Regions from separate parts of the Bombyx mori genome. Here region 1 is linked to region 2. The links are chromatin contacts, called in public Hi-C maps. All regions are on one chromosome and are shown on one strand. Each heading gives the region's core, a stretch centred on a gene start, on an enhancer-like site or on the middle of the called end of the contact. The rest is flanking DNA. Distances are from core to core; before and after follow the strand shown. Region 1 overlaps LOC101735553 (ATP-binding cassette sub-family D member 1). Region 2 holds the start of LOC101735553 (ATP-binding cassette sub-family D member 1).

What was found. A called contact is a pair of places that touch in the nucleus more often than the background predicts.
Region 1: a Hi-C map of posterior silk gland shows a contact between it and region 2, with 1.9 times the contacts expected there. The contact joins the enhancer-like site here to the promoter of LOC101735553 in region 2. A contact is called at or near these places in 5 of 7 Hi-C or Micro-C datasets (middle silk gland, midgut, posterior silk gland and 1 more).

What each region holds. Positions count from the first base shown.
Region 1 is chr27:9,139,657-9,146,197 of ASM3026992v2, forward strand. LOC101735553 (ATP-binding cassette sub-family D member 1) reads left to right here. Exons shown (of 18, transcript XM_062676635.1): 7 at 284-485; 8 at 1,233-1,464; 9 at 2,305-2,444; 10 at 3,862-4,034; 11 at 4,372-4,543; 12 at 5,490-5,596. Among protein-coding and RNA genes, the nearest start is that of LOC101735420, 51 kb to the right of the region's middle. Within about 2 kb of position 3,950, at least 2 of the 8 cell types and tissues checked have open chromatin away from gene starts, as enhancers often do.
Region 2 is chr27:9,080,899-9,087,031 of ASM3026992v2, forward strand. LOC101735553 (ATP-binding cassette sub-family D member 1) reads left to right here and starts at 3,331. Exons shown (of 18, transcript XM_062676635.1): 1 at 3,331-3,531; 2 at 4,418-5,027; 3 at 5,950-6,050. It overlaps LOC733012 (heterotrimeric guanine nucleotide-binding protein beta subunit), which reads right to left and starts at 713. Exons shown (of 8, transcript NM_001047007.1): 1 at 513-713.

The DNA of each region.
Region 1 (6,541 bases), core at 2,700-5,199, 59 kb after region 2:
TACGAATTAACATAATAATATTTAAAAAATACATGTACAGGAAGAAAGGAGACACACACACAAAGAAACATTTTTGTTAATACAAAAACAATAGAAAGAGACAAAACATGGCGCGTAACTTAGAACGCTCCGTTTATAGAATCGCTGTATAACCACAATTTGACATGCGTTCTTACCGTCCTGAGCGTAAAGTTGAAAATCGCATAAACAACATAAAGAATCCCTAATAAAAAATCAATGAATGTCCTGACTAAAAACTTAAATGTACATCCTCTCGCTTCAGGAAGACGCCGACGAAACCCAATCAATCGAGGAGCACGTCCCGGGTCTCAACCTCGAATTCCTCAGGCAGCTGATCTCACTCGCGAGGATCATGGTCCCAGGGTTCAGGAGCCACGAAGTAGCTCTACTTACAGCTCATACTCTATGCTTATTTTCGAGGACCTTTCTATCGATCTACGTCGCTTCCTTGGAAGGGTCCATTGGTGAGTACTACCATTGGTTTTGACAATGTTCCTTTAATAGTTTTATGGCGTGTTGTGAGACCGCACAGATTGTTATCATCCTTCTGTCTTTTTCTATCACATAGCAATCACGCGATCCCTTTTAAAGGTGTAGACTTCAAACCCATATCTCAAAGTGGGGGGCGCTATGAACGTTGTGAAGTCTATCTTTGGTAACGTTTATTAAAACTGTCTATGTCTGTTTGTTCGTATCAGAACTTGGTCATACCACTGATTTCTGTGAAAGCTGCACCGATTTTACACGCAGACATTACCTTTTTTTATACTATACTAAGCGACCCGCCCTCGCTTCGCTTCGGAAACTGTAATTTATTATTGATTTCTCTACTATTTAATGGATGTTATTATACATATAAACCTTCCTCTGCAATCACTATCTATTAAAAAAACCGCATCAAAATCCGTTGCGTAGTTTTAAAGATTTAAGCATACATAGGGATATAGGGATAGAGAAAGCGACTTTGTTTTAAACTATGTAGTGAAAATGGGAGTAGGAGCGGGACCATTGACAGCCTATCTTGCTCGTTACTGCGTGGATTGTGACGTCATAAAACGTTCGGCACGTCCTATTGTGTTTGAGAATTACCGTCCCAGAAATAAAAAAATGCACGAATTTATGAAAGTGCATCATTGAAGATCCAAAACAGAGTTGATTCCTAGTGTATGAGTAATATGCGTCAGTTCTTTACCCACGAAACTATATTCCAGTGAAGCACATAGTCCAAAAAGACATGCGCAGTTTCTCGTCGTTGCTGATGCAGTGGTTCGGCATTGCCATACCGGCTACCTTCATCAACTCCATGATCAGATACCTCGAGAGTCGATTGGCCCTGGCCTTCAGAACCAGACTGGTCAATCACGCTTACGAGCTGTACTTTAAAAACCAGACCTACTATAGGGTCGCTAACTTGGACGCTAGGATCGAAAACGCTGATCACAGGTGAGTTTAAGCTACATCCTTGTTTTGCCAGCATCCCCAATAAATTGCATTGATATTATTCTTGGCAGCTTTGGTTACCATCATACTTTCTGTTTCCACGTCACTGTAAACTGACATTTCGTTCTAAAGCTCAGAACAGTTGGGGCAATTTAACACATTATACACTGGTGGCATCTGAGATATTTAAAGACTGAGGGTCGGCATTGTATCGACCTCTTAAAACTTGGCATGATTCCCTTGTTAACACAATCAAAGAGTATGTGAAGAAAATATTTAAAATTTTGTACATTTTCGTAAAAAAAAAAAAAAATAAGTTTGGTGTAATGATGGCAACAGAAGGTATATTTCTTAGCAAAGGAATCCCGCATTATCGTAGGACCGGCGTTTTTTTTATTGCCCTTAGGCAGACGAGCATATGGCCCACCGGATGGTGAGTGGTTACCGTCGCCCATGGACCTCAGCAATGCCAGGGGCAGAGCCTGACCGCTGTCCGAACTGTGTTAAACTTAAAATCCTAAATAATCAACGACTGGTTTGAAGCCATCCACATCACACGATCATTTTTAATATATTAACTTAAAACTTTGGTTTCATCTTTTTCAAAAAAAAATATATATCTAATATTAAAAAAAACAAACTAATATTTAAAAAAAAAGACATGCCCGCTGAGTTTCTTGCCAATTCTTCTCAGGACGGAGGCTAGTTCTTGTGAATTGGCGGTAGTTCTTTTGACGTTCAACAAGTATGTACTTTCATTTATGTTGAATAATTTTCTTTTGATTTGATTTGATTTTTTTTGTTTTTGAAACTGTAACGTTTATTTGTATGCTCCTCATCCAGGTTGACGGAAGATGTCTCCGTGTTCACGCAGTCCGTGGCGCATCTCTACAGTTCGCTCACAAAACCTTGCTTCGACTTGCTGCTGATTGTCCTCACTCTGGCTTCGTACTCCAACAAGATGAAAGGAAACATATTCATTGGTGGGTACCTATAAATAAGTAAGCAGTTTTTTTTTTTGCTTAGATGGGTCAACGCTCACAGCCCACCTGGTGTTAAGTCGTTACTGGAGCCCATAGACATCTACAACGTAAATGCCGCCACCCATCTTGAGATATGAGTTCTAAGGTCTCAGTGTCTACGCGAGAAACTGTGGCTTTATTGTTTCTACTAGCGACCCGCCCTCGCTTCGCTTCGGAAACATTAAAACACAAATGAAATAAAAAAAAAAAAAAAAGTAGCCTATGTTCATCCGGGACAATGTCGACTTTTAATGGAAAAATAATTTTTCAAATCGGTCCAGTAGTTTCGGAGCCTATTCGAAACAAACAAACAAACAAACAAATCTTTCCTCTTTATAATATTAGTATAGATACTAAAACCAATTGAATGCTTGCTACTTGCTTTAATTACAATTTACAATGGTTTAGTCGTGATAGTTCTGCGATGAATGTATGAAGAATGTGACCTTTCATCGAAAAGGAAGGATCTTGAGCCATAATGATTATTGTGAGGTATATTATGAATGTTGTTGAATGCTGTCAGCGGGACTTTTTGGCGGGAACGCGAGCAGTGAAGTTGTGTGATTTGTTTTATTTTGTCTATTTAGTGTTTCTTCAGGTTTAGATGTGTAATAACGGTGGTTTATTAACTGTTTAATATCTGTGAAAGTGCACAAATGTGGGAAAATGAAACAAAGCTGCTGGACGTAACTTGTCGGGTTCCTCCAAAAAGTCCACTGAAAAAATCTCAGTAAATGACCACCATTTTACTGCGATTATATTTCATCCCATATCATTTAATTTCATTAAATTTCATCCCAGTTGATTAATGTCTCATTAATCATCTTCATTTCATTTCACTCCATATTATCATTTTTCATAAAATTAAGAATATAAAGTAAAATAAGACATGACTTAAAGGTCTTAGTTACCAGGTCATAAAATCTCTAAAAAAAAAAAAAAATGCTGTCAGCGCGCGGTGCCGGTAGTAGTAAATGTTTTGGTATGACGTTTTGGCTAGCTTGCTGTGCTAAACGAGTCAGGCGCCGCGACACTCAGTATAGTTATAATACGCTAAGTCCACCGCTGGATCATAAAGCGTACAACATATTACTACTAATTTTTACTGGTCGTAGGACCTCTTGTGAGTCCGCACGGGTGGGTACCACCACCCCGCCTGTTTCTGCCGTAAAGCAGTAATGCTTTGCAGTAATGTTATAATTATACTGAGACCTAGAACTTTGTTTGGGTGTTTTGTTAACATGTAATCACAATTAATATGATTAAAAACTCTATTCTACACTTTTATATGTTATCGTGAGTCAAGAAAGGGCATGGCGATTCAGAAGCTATTGCTCAATATTGATTATTTGTTATTTGAATACATTTTCACTTCAAGGTCCCGGGATAGCAACGGTGGTGATATGCGCGACCGGACAAGTCCTTCGTATGCTCAGTCCGAGGTTCGGTGCTTTGGCCGGGGAGGAGGCGAGGATGCGCGCTAACCTGCGCCATGTCCACGCCAGTCTCATCGCGCACGCTGAAGAAGTCGCCTTCTACGGAGGGCATAAGGTAGGTTTTCCTTTCACAGGCTGGTCGTCATCCATGATTCTGTGCTCCTTGGACTAACAATTTATTTTTTATTTATTGCTTAGATGGGTGGACGAGCTCACAGCCCACCTGATGTTAAGTGGTTACTGGAGCCCATAGACATCTACAACGTAAATACCGCCACCCACCTTGAAATATAAGTTCTAAGGTCTCAAGTACAGTTACAACGGCTGTCCCGCCCTTCAAACCGAAACGTATTACTGCTTCACGGCAGAAATAGGCAGGGTGGTGGTACCTACCCATGCGAACTCACAAGAGGTCCTACCGCCAGTGAAAACAAGCACAATTTATCCGCCAGGTGGAACTAGGACAGCTGCAGTCCGCGTACAAACAGCTGGTCGCGCAAATGACTTCGGTGTTCAACAAGAAACTGTGGTACGTGATGCTGGAGCAATTCTGCATGAAGTATCTGTGGTCCGGCACCGGAATGGTCATGCTGGCGCTGCCCATACTCACGGGGACTAAGGAAGGTACGTTTGTATTAGGGTTGTTGCTCCCGAGTTAACTTAATCATCGAATCTGACTGATTAATTAATTACGAATAAGCCGAATTTATTATTTTTTATTGGCATTGTTACGCCGGTAAGAGCAACGCCATCTGTCGTCGAATAGCAGCGTGTGCATCGCATCAAACAGAATACTTTAAAGGTCTCGTGCCAGTATCATTAACTCTCACATTCAGATATATCCGAATCGGAGAGTGAAGAATCAATTTTAAAAAATTGATTAATCGTTATCGATTTTTTCCAACACTGATGACGTCACATAATATCTTATGCACGATCAATCTCAAACTGTCAACAGGACTGACTTAAGCTCCCTCTTTAAATAAACAGAGGCAAATCAAACTCAGTCACTTGGATTTAAACTAGGATTCCTTGTGCCACGGGAACTAGACAAAACACTGGCACAAGTTTAAATTTATACATAAATAGATATTAAACGCAGTCAAGTGATTGTTACAGGAGCATTTGGGCTCACTGAAGTTGGCCCCCTTTTTTTTGATTTTCGGATTTTTTTTATTTTTAATTATTTGTTCGTCGTTTGTTCGTTAATATACGAATGTAAAAATTGTTTGTTCGTCTTTTATTTATTTATAATTAATTAAACAAATGATTACCCTTAAGTTGGCCCCCCTTACTAGATAGCTTTATTTTTATCGCTCAGATGAATTAATTTTGTAATAATCAATTATCGTTTGTTCGACGACTATTGGTGATTGTTCGATCATAAAAACAATTAAATTCCCAATTATTAATTATTTTATATCTAATAAGCAAATCATCACCTCAGCCTACATTGCGCATGCGCCGGTTTTGTCAGTCAGCTGGCAATGGCCGTATTTACTAGCGTTTTGTTAACAAGTTGATCATTGTATTTATTTTAATAAAAATGTTTAATTGTTTGCTTTTCCAGGAGGTGAAAGCAACAGCATCAGCGCGAGAACAGAATACATGACCACGTCCAGGAACCTGCTGAATTCGGCTGCGGACGCCATCGAGAGGCTCATGTCCAGTTATAAGGTACGAGCTAATTTTTCATTGTCACCATCCCCCACGGCCAAGCAATTGATGATACACCGCCGAGGCAGTAAAACAAACTTAACAGTAAAACAAACTCGAACCAGACTGGTCAATCACGCTTATGAGTTGTATTTAAAAAACCAGACTTACTATAGGGTCGCTAACTTGGACGCTAGGATCGAAATGCTAATCACAGGTAACTCTGCGCTAGACCCTTGTTTTGCCAGCATACCTAATAAATTGCATTAGTATTATTCTTGGCAACTTTGTTTACCATCATACTCTCTGTCTCCACTTTTTATTGCTTAGATGGGTGGACGAGCTCACGATCCACCTGATGTTAAGTGGTTACCGGAGTCAACAGACATTTACAACGTAAATGCCGCCACCCACCTTGAGATATGTGTTCTAAGGTCTCAGTATAGTTACAATGGCCGCTCCGTCTTTCAAACCGAAACGCATTACTGCATCACGGCAGAAATAGACAAAGTGGTAGTACTTACCCGTGCGGACTCACAAGACGTCCTACCACCAGTAATTACGCAAATTATAATTTTGCGGGTTTGATTTTTATTGCACGATGCTATTCCTTCACCGTGGAAGTCAATCGTGAACATTTGTTGAATATGTATTTCATTAGAAAAATTGGTACCCGCCTGCGGGATTCGAACACCGGTGCATCACTCAACACGAATGCACCGGACGTCTGATCCTTTAGGCCATGACGACGCATTACTGCTTCACGGCAGAAATAGAGGCAGGGTGGTGGTACCTACCCGTGCGGACTCACAAGACGTCCAGTGGATATGACATAATGGATACTAGAGATGAAACGGATAGTGGTTTGGCCGGATACCGGATACGAGCAAGCTGCGAGGCCGGAGCGCCGGATATTCGGCCCTCTCGGAAATATTCGTGCGCGTTCGGGTATTGTCGTACGTAAGC
Region 2 (6,133 bases), core at 2,081-4,580:
ATCTAGGTAGGGCGTGAAAATACCCAGTTGTACTAACATGATCAATAATCACAATTACCGACAAAACCTCTTATTTTACTCTATAATCCAGTTTTAAGTCCGGACATTCACGAAATGCGGTTAAAACTATAGATCGATGTTTCATCTAGCAACAGGGCAGTGCCTATCGTTGTATATTATGTATACCACTATGTGCCATTAATATGTAGGTAGCCATCGTTACACGATAAATGTTCAATATCCCTTCATCCGGTAGACTTGAATGAGGATCTGAACTCAAAATGGAAGTGTACGTGACTCATTTATCAATATATTACTTACCAATCCTTTTTTATAATGTTTTAAGCAATATACTAGCCGGCTTAGGCTCTTGTCTATACCCATGTAATTGAAAGATAATTAACACAGCTAACGAACACATAAAAGTTAATACGAACTACTCGTGAATAATGTATTTTATCTTTAGAGGCCGTACAGAATCAAGACTAGCCAAAATGGAACTGGAACTTTACCCTTCTGTCAGCAATGTCCCTTCGATCGACGCTCCAGCGATTTTCGGGCGATTTCTATATCACCATTAAGATTGGATAACCACTTTTTGGCACATTTTGTATCTTTTCAATATCACCACACTAAAACAAGGATATTTCACAAGTTTTTATCACGGAACAATCCACCATTAGCTTTTCATACACCCTCAAGATCGGTCCTTTTCACGGCCATTTGCAAATTGCGTCAAAGTTCCTGGAACGTGATTGGTGTTTTCTGCGCTGGTGAAGTTAACGAAAAGCGCCACCTATCTGAACCTTTAAACCATTGAATACTTTACCAAGGCAGAATAGTCCTTTTTGCAAGACACGAAGAACTACAAAATTTTACATTGAATGGATATATAACTTTTTTACTCGTGTTTGTTTGGGTGCGGTGCAGAGCGTTTGAGAACCCCGAGCTGTGACGTCAAACTGGGCGTGAAACAGTAAATGCGGGATATTTGAACGAAAATTCCGAGAATTACGGATTCCGCTTACTTAAAATTCCAATAATAAAATTCACTGGTAATTATACCATTACTTCTACATTACTATTAATACTGCTACTACATCTGTGATTATTTATATGTCAATAGTTAGATTCGTGATGAAACGTATAAAATTTGATTTTTTTTATTGTCAAATAGCCTGGATTCAAGTCTTTTAGCCATATCATCGTTTATTATTTTTTCTTGTATCGTTTATTTATTTGCTTGTAAATAGATTTGAAAAAAGAAATGTTCAACTAAAATAGAACGTAATGACTTTTAGATAAACTTAGGACTTATAGAAAAACTTGTTCACTTTTGCCAAACGGTTTTTATGGCAGGATTCCACAATTTACACGCTTAGGCCTGAACAAACACCAAATGAACATCGCCATCAACAGGTAGTGGTAGAGTTACTAAACTCGGAATTTTTTTTTATATCTCATTATTGCTCAAAAAGTTCAAAAGGAAAATACACTGCGTGCATACAAATACGCTGATGTGATGTCTCTCTGATGACTCTTCCTGACCTGATAGATAGGCTAGGATAAGTGATGAAAATTCGGAACATTTTAATTGTGCCGTGACAGCGTTATAATGGTTAAAACCTAACGCTCAGACTTAATGCACATGAAGTGTAGCAATGGTCATCACCATCACTTTTCTTCCAGTTTCCTTTAAGCTGCTTGATATCGTTCAACAAAGAAAGTAAAGCTTTTGTCCGCACAATGTTGGTGAATTTTAACGGCAATCTATTTAAGCTGTTTAATATCTACGAGATACTACTTGGCCGCTTACATTATTTTATCTGTTGAATCATTTATTAATACCACGTATCTAATATTGGCTAATACTTGTGTTATTGATGTTTATTCTCGAATTTGTAGGTGTTACTCTCGATGGTAGAATAAGTTTCTTTTCTAGCCGTAATTTTAAAATAAAGGAGCACGGCTCTGTTCAATTTAATGCTTTAATCTTTCCAAGCTCGACCTTAATGTTTAGTTAAAAACATGCTAAGTTACAAGCTCGCAAAACAAAAAAAAAGATTTGTGTTTATATATTTATTAAATTAAGGCTAACAAAACTTTTGAAAAATGTTACGTGGAATATAATGCAAGACATCTTTGCCTAAGCAATTAAAAGTAAACTAAAACATACAAGGCTAGGCGTGAGGTAGAATTCTACCTATTTTACTAATTAATATGAGTCTCATTTTCATAGTAATACACTTAATTGCAACAACTTTAACCAAAAACATGTCATTGCTCCATACGATTGAAATGTGTTAAAATTTAATATTTAATATTTAAATTGCTTGAAAATATAAGTTGTACAGTGATAAATTAAAATTTTATTAACTCGTCACTGGCAATAATGCCAGCAATTGGCATGCATTGCATGATGTCGCAAAAAATCCGATTGCTAGACTAAAAAAAATTATTCTGAATCACAGCTAAAAGTATGGAGGGTAGAGGTAAGGAGAACCGTCTCCGTGTGTGAAAAGTGTCCGTTAAATCTGCTAAATAAGGGTGGCGCTACAGTAGCAAACAGGTAAATTTTTAAAAAGGCGCTGAAAGTTATTAGAATAAGATAGAGAAATAAAAAAAGGGCTCAGTGAATTTAACCCCCTTTTTTTGATTTTCGGTTTTTTTATTTTCAATTATTTGTTCGTCGTTTGTTCGTTAATGTTCGAATGCATTTTTTATTTATTTATAATTAATTAAACAAATGAACACCGTTAAGTTGGCCTCCTTTACTAGATATCTTTATTTTTATCGCTCAGATTAATTAATTTTGATCAATTATCGTTTGCTCGACGACTATTGGTGATTGTTCGATCATAAAAATAATTAAATTCGCAATTATTAATTATTTAATATAATAATTAATTATAAATTAAACAAATGATTTGTTTAATTAATTATAAATAAATAAAATACGAACAAACAATTTTTACATTCGAACATTAACGAACAAACGAGGGACAAATAATAAAATAAAAAAAAGCGAAAATCAAAAAAAGGAAGGCTAAATTCACTGAGCCTAAAAAAGGACGAAAGAACTGTAAGCTCAATTCATATCATACCCTGTGTCTATGCTAGCGCCATTCTGAAGGATTTTTGAACTGTTATTTAATGCTGAAAGTGGGACACTTTTTCAAGCTTCTCCCTTAAGAGACGGTTCTACCCTCCATAGCTAAAAGAAACAGTAAAAGTAAAATGAGAAATCTGTTCAAAGAGAACTTAGTACTCTGTGGCAGAGACAGTGTATTTGTTATCTATGTAATTGAGAAGAGATCTGTGGCAACCATAGATTATACACTTAATATTTATGAAGTGGCAACGATTGTGTATGTGTTGTGAATCAGCTGTTGTTGTTATTGCAATAATATTCAATAATAATTCCTAAAATTGTACACAGTGTGAATAGTGATGAAAATATACGAACATAAGTGAACCTAATAGATTTTAATTGTTTGTTTGTCTTCAGGCTGTTTTCCGTTAATTCTTTATGTGAGTACATAGGCGCATAACTAGATAATTAAAGTAATTTGCTGTAATTTACGCAATGTGCGTTTAGTAAAGTTACTAATTATTCGAAAATTAGTTCCTTGGTTACTAAAAAAATTAAAAAGACTTAAAAATTATTTAAAAAGTATCACGCGTGTACATTGGAGATCGAGGACTTCGTTTATTTTTATTCCTATTTTAATATATTTGAACTGAAATGTTAAGGTAAAGCTATAGCTATTTAAATAAGTAATTAAAACGTTATTAAACATTAACAAGAGTTATGTTATGTGACTTAAAACGTAATTTACGTTATAAAATTAATTGTAAGTATGTACTAAAAATCTTGCTTAGGTTGATTATGGAACTTCAACAGTACCTATGTAGGGAGTCGCATGTAGACATTGTATCGTTTAAGGTACATACATGACTATATGTGCAGTTAACAGCTAAAAGCCGTCTGTATCGACAGTGAAGTTGATATACTGAAGAAACTAAGTTCATTTTCAACAGTTCTTTGTTGTCTGTTTTTGAAACTGGCAACAGAGTTTATTTTGACGAAATCTGTATGTTTGTAAACTGATTATTGAAATACTAAGTTTGAATAAAATAATTTATTTATTTTTAAAGCTCTCTATGATTTATAAATATAATAAAAATTATTTAGCTTTCTCTTTGTAAGCTTTGCAAAGCACGTTTGCTTTGAAAGAGTACATTTTTTGTACAAGTGTGTAGTCAGCTCTGACAACAACTGGCACCAAACACATACCTCTATCACCTGATACAGTGTAATTAGTAGTTATTAAAATTACTACAAAAAAAACGCCACATGGAAATATAAATACAATTAGTAAATTAGTGGAGTAAACAAAATTTTATTTTGTTACAGAATAAAAGAGCCAAAAAGAAATTGAACAATGAACGATTGAAATGAGCTCAAAATTGTTACAAACCCACATTGAGTTCAGAATTCTATAATCAAACCTTTTTCTGTCATTTTCATATCTGTTTATTACAAAAGTATAAAGTAAATTAGCAAACTAAAATATAACACAGTAAAACTAATACTATTGATAATGATAAGTTAATAGGCCAGATAATATACTAAAAAAATAGAAAAACACTCCAGCAAAGACTGTTTTTGACCATTAGAATTAGAATTAGATAAAGAATTAGATCATTGAGATCAGATTCCAGCACTATTTTATGGGCGAACACATATATTATTATTGAGGGTAGTGGGAACAGATAATGTCTATATGATCCATTATCTACATAACACCAAGTGAGCTCTGAATTTGCCTTTCTAACTTAGGGAAAAGTCATCAATCATTCCCTTTATTTTTGTATATGGGCACAAGTGTACTGGTGCTCCGTTTCGTAGGGATCACTTCTTCTTGCAGCAGCTTATTGAAGATTAAAGTCTGCCGGGCTCAAAAATCACATATGGAAATCAAGCGGAAGATCTTCCCTTCAAAGTTTATAATATTGCCCCTTTTGTAAAGAAAACTTGAGCACATTTTTAATGTTTTTAAAAAGTGTACATTTAGCCTACGAAACTTCGGGATTTCTTTTTTATAATGTTTGTGAAGGATTTTGTGATCCATCTTTGAGATTTTTTTGCAGGTAATTTTTGAATCACAGAACATTTCGTAGGCATTCTGGCATAGTTCCGTAGAAGCATGCTAGAGCATGCTTACTGGTGGTAGGACCTCTTGTGAGTCCGCGCGGGTAGGTACCACCGCCCTGCCTATTTCTGCCGTGAAGCAGTAATGCGATTCGGTTTGAAGAATAAGGCAGCCGTTGCAACTATACTGAGATCTTAGAACTTATATCTCAAGGTGGGTGGCGCATTTACGTTGTTGATGTCCATGGGCTCCAGTAACCACTTAACACCACGTGGGCTGTGAGCTCGTCCACCCATCTAAGAAAAGAAAAAAAAAGCATTATGCGCGCCGAATGAGTTATTTCTAGTAATTTATTTGGCGTTACAGGATGATCGGGTTACAATAATAATACCCTTGTAGAAACAAAATTTCGTTCGTTTAGTGATAAACAAGATTATTACGCTTTGAAAAACATATGTACGCAGTATGTTGTTTAAAATTATGTCATTTAATGTGAATTTTCAATTTTCGTTTCTTGTTATAATTTTATTGGAAAATTGAAATCAATTGATACTTCGACTTAATGTGTTTAAGCGCGTTTTTGTTTATAACTAGCTGACCCGGCAGACTTCGTAGTGCCTCAATCGATAAATAAAAGACCTAAACTTTTGTATAAAATAAATTTAAAACAAACAAAAGGAATCCGTCCGACGGGGGACACATCAAAGGAAAAACAAAATTGTTATTTAATTCCTGGCATTTTCATATTTATCTACCTTTCAAACCTTCTCTGGACTTCCGCAAATAATTTAAGACCAAAATCAGCCAAATCGGTCCAGCCGTTCTCGAGTTTTAGCGAGACTAACGAACAGCAATTCATTTTTATATATATAGATAGAAGATAGATACATTGAGGTAAATCTTATTGTGAGCTCAAACAGGTAGGGTACCACAATCTTACCCATTTCCGTCGTGAAGCAATGATGCCTTCTGGTGCG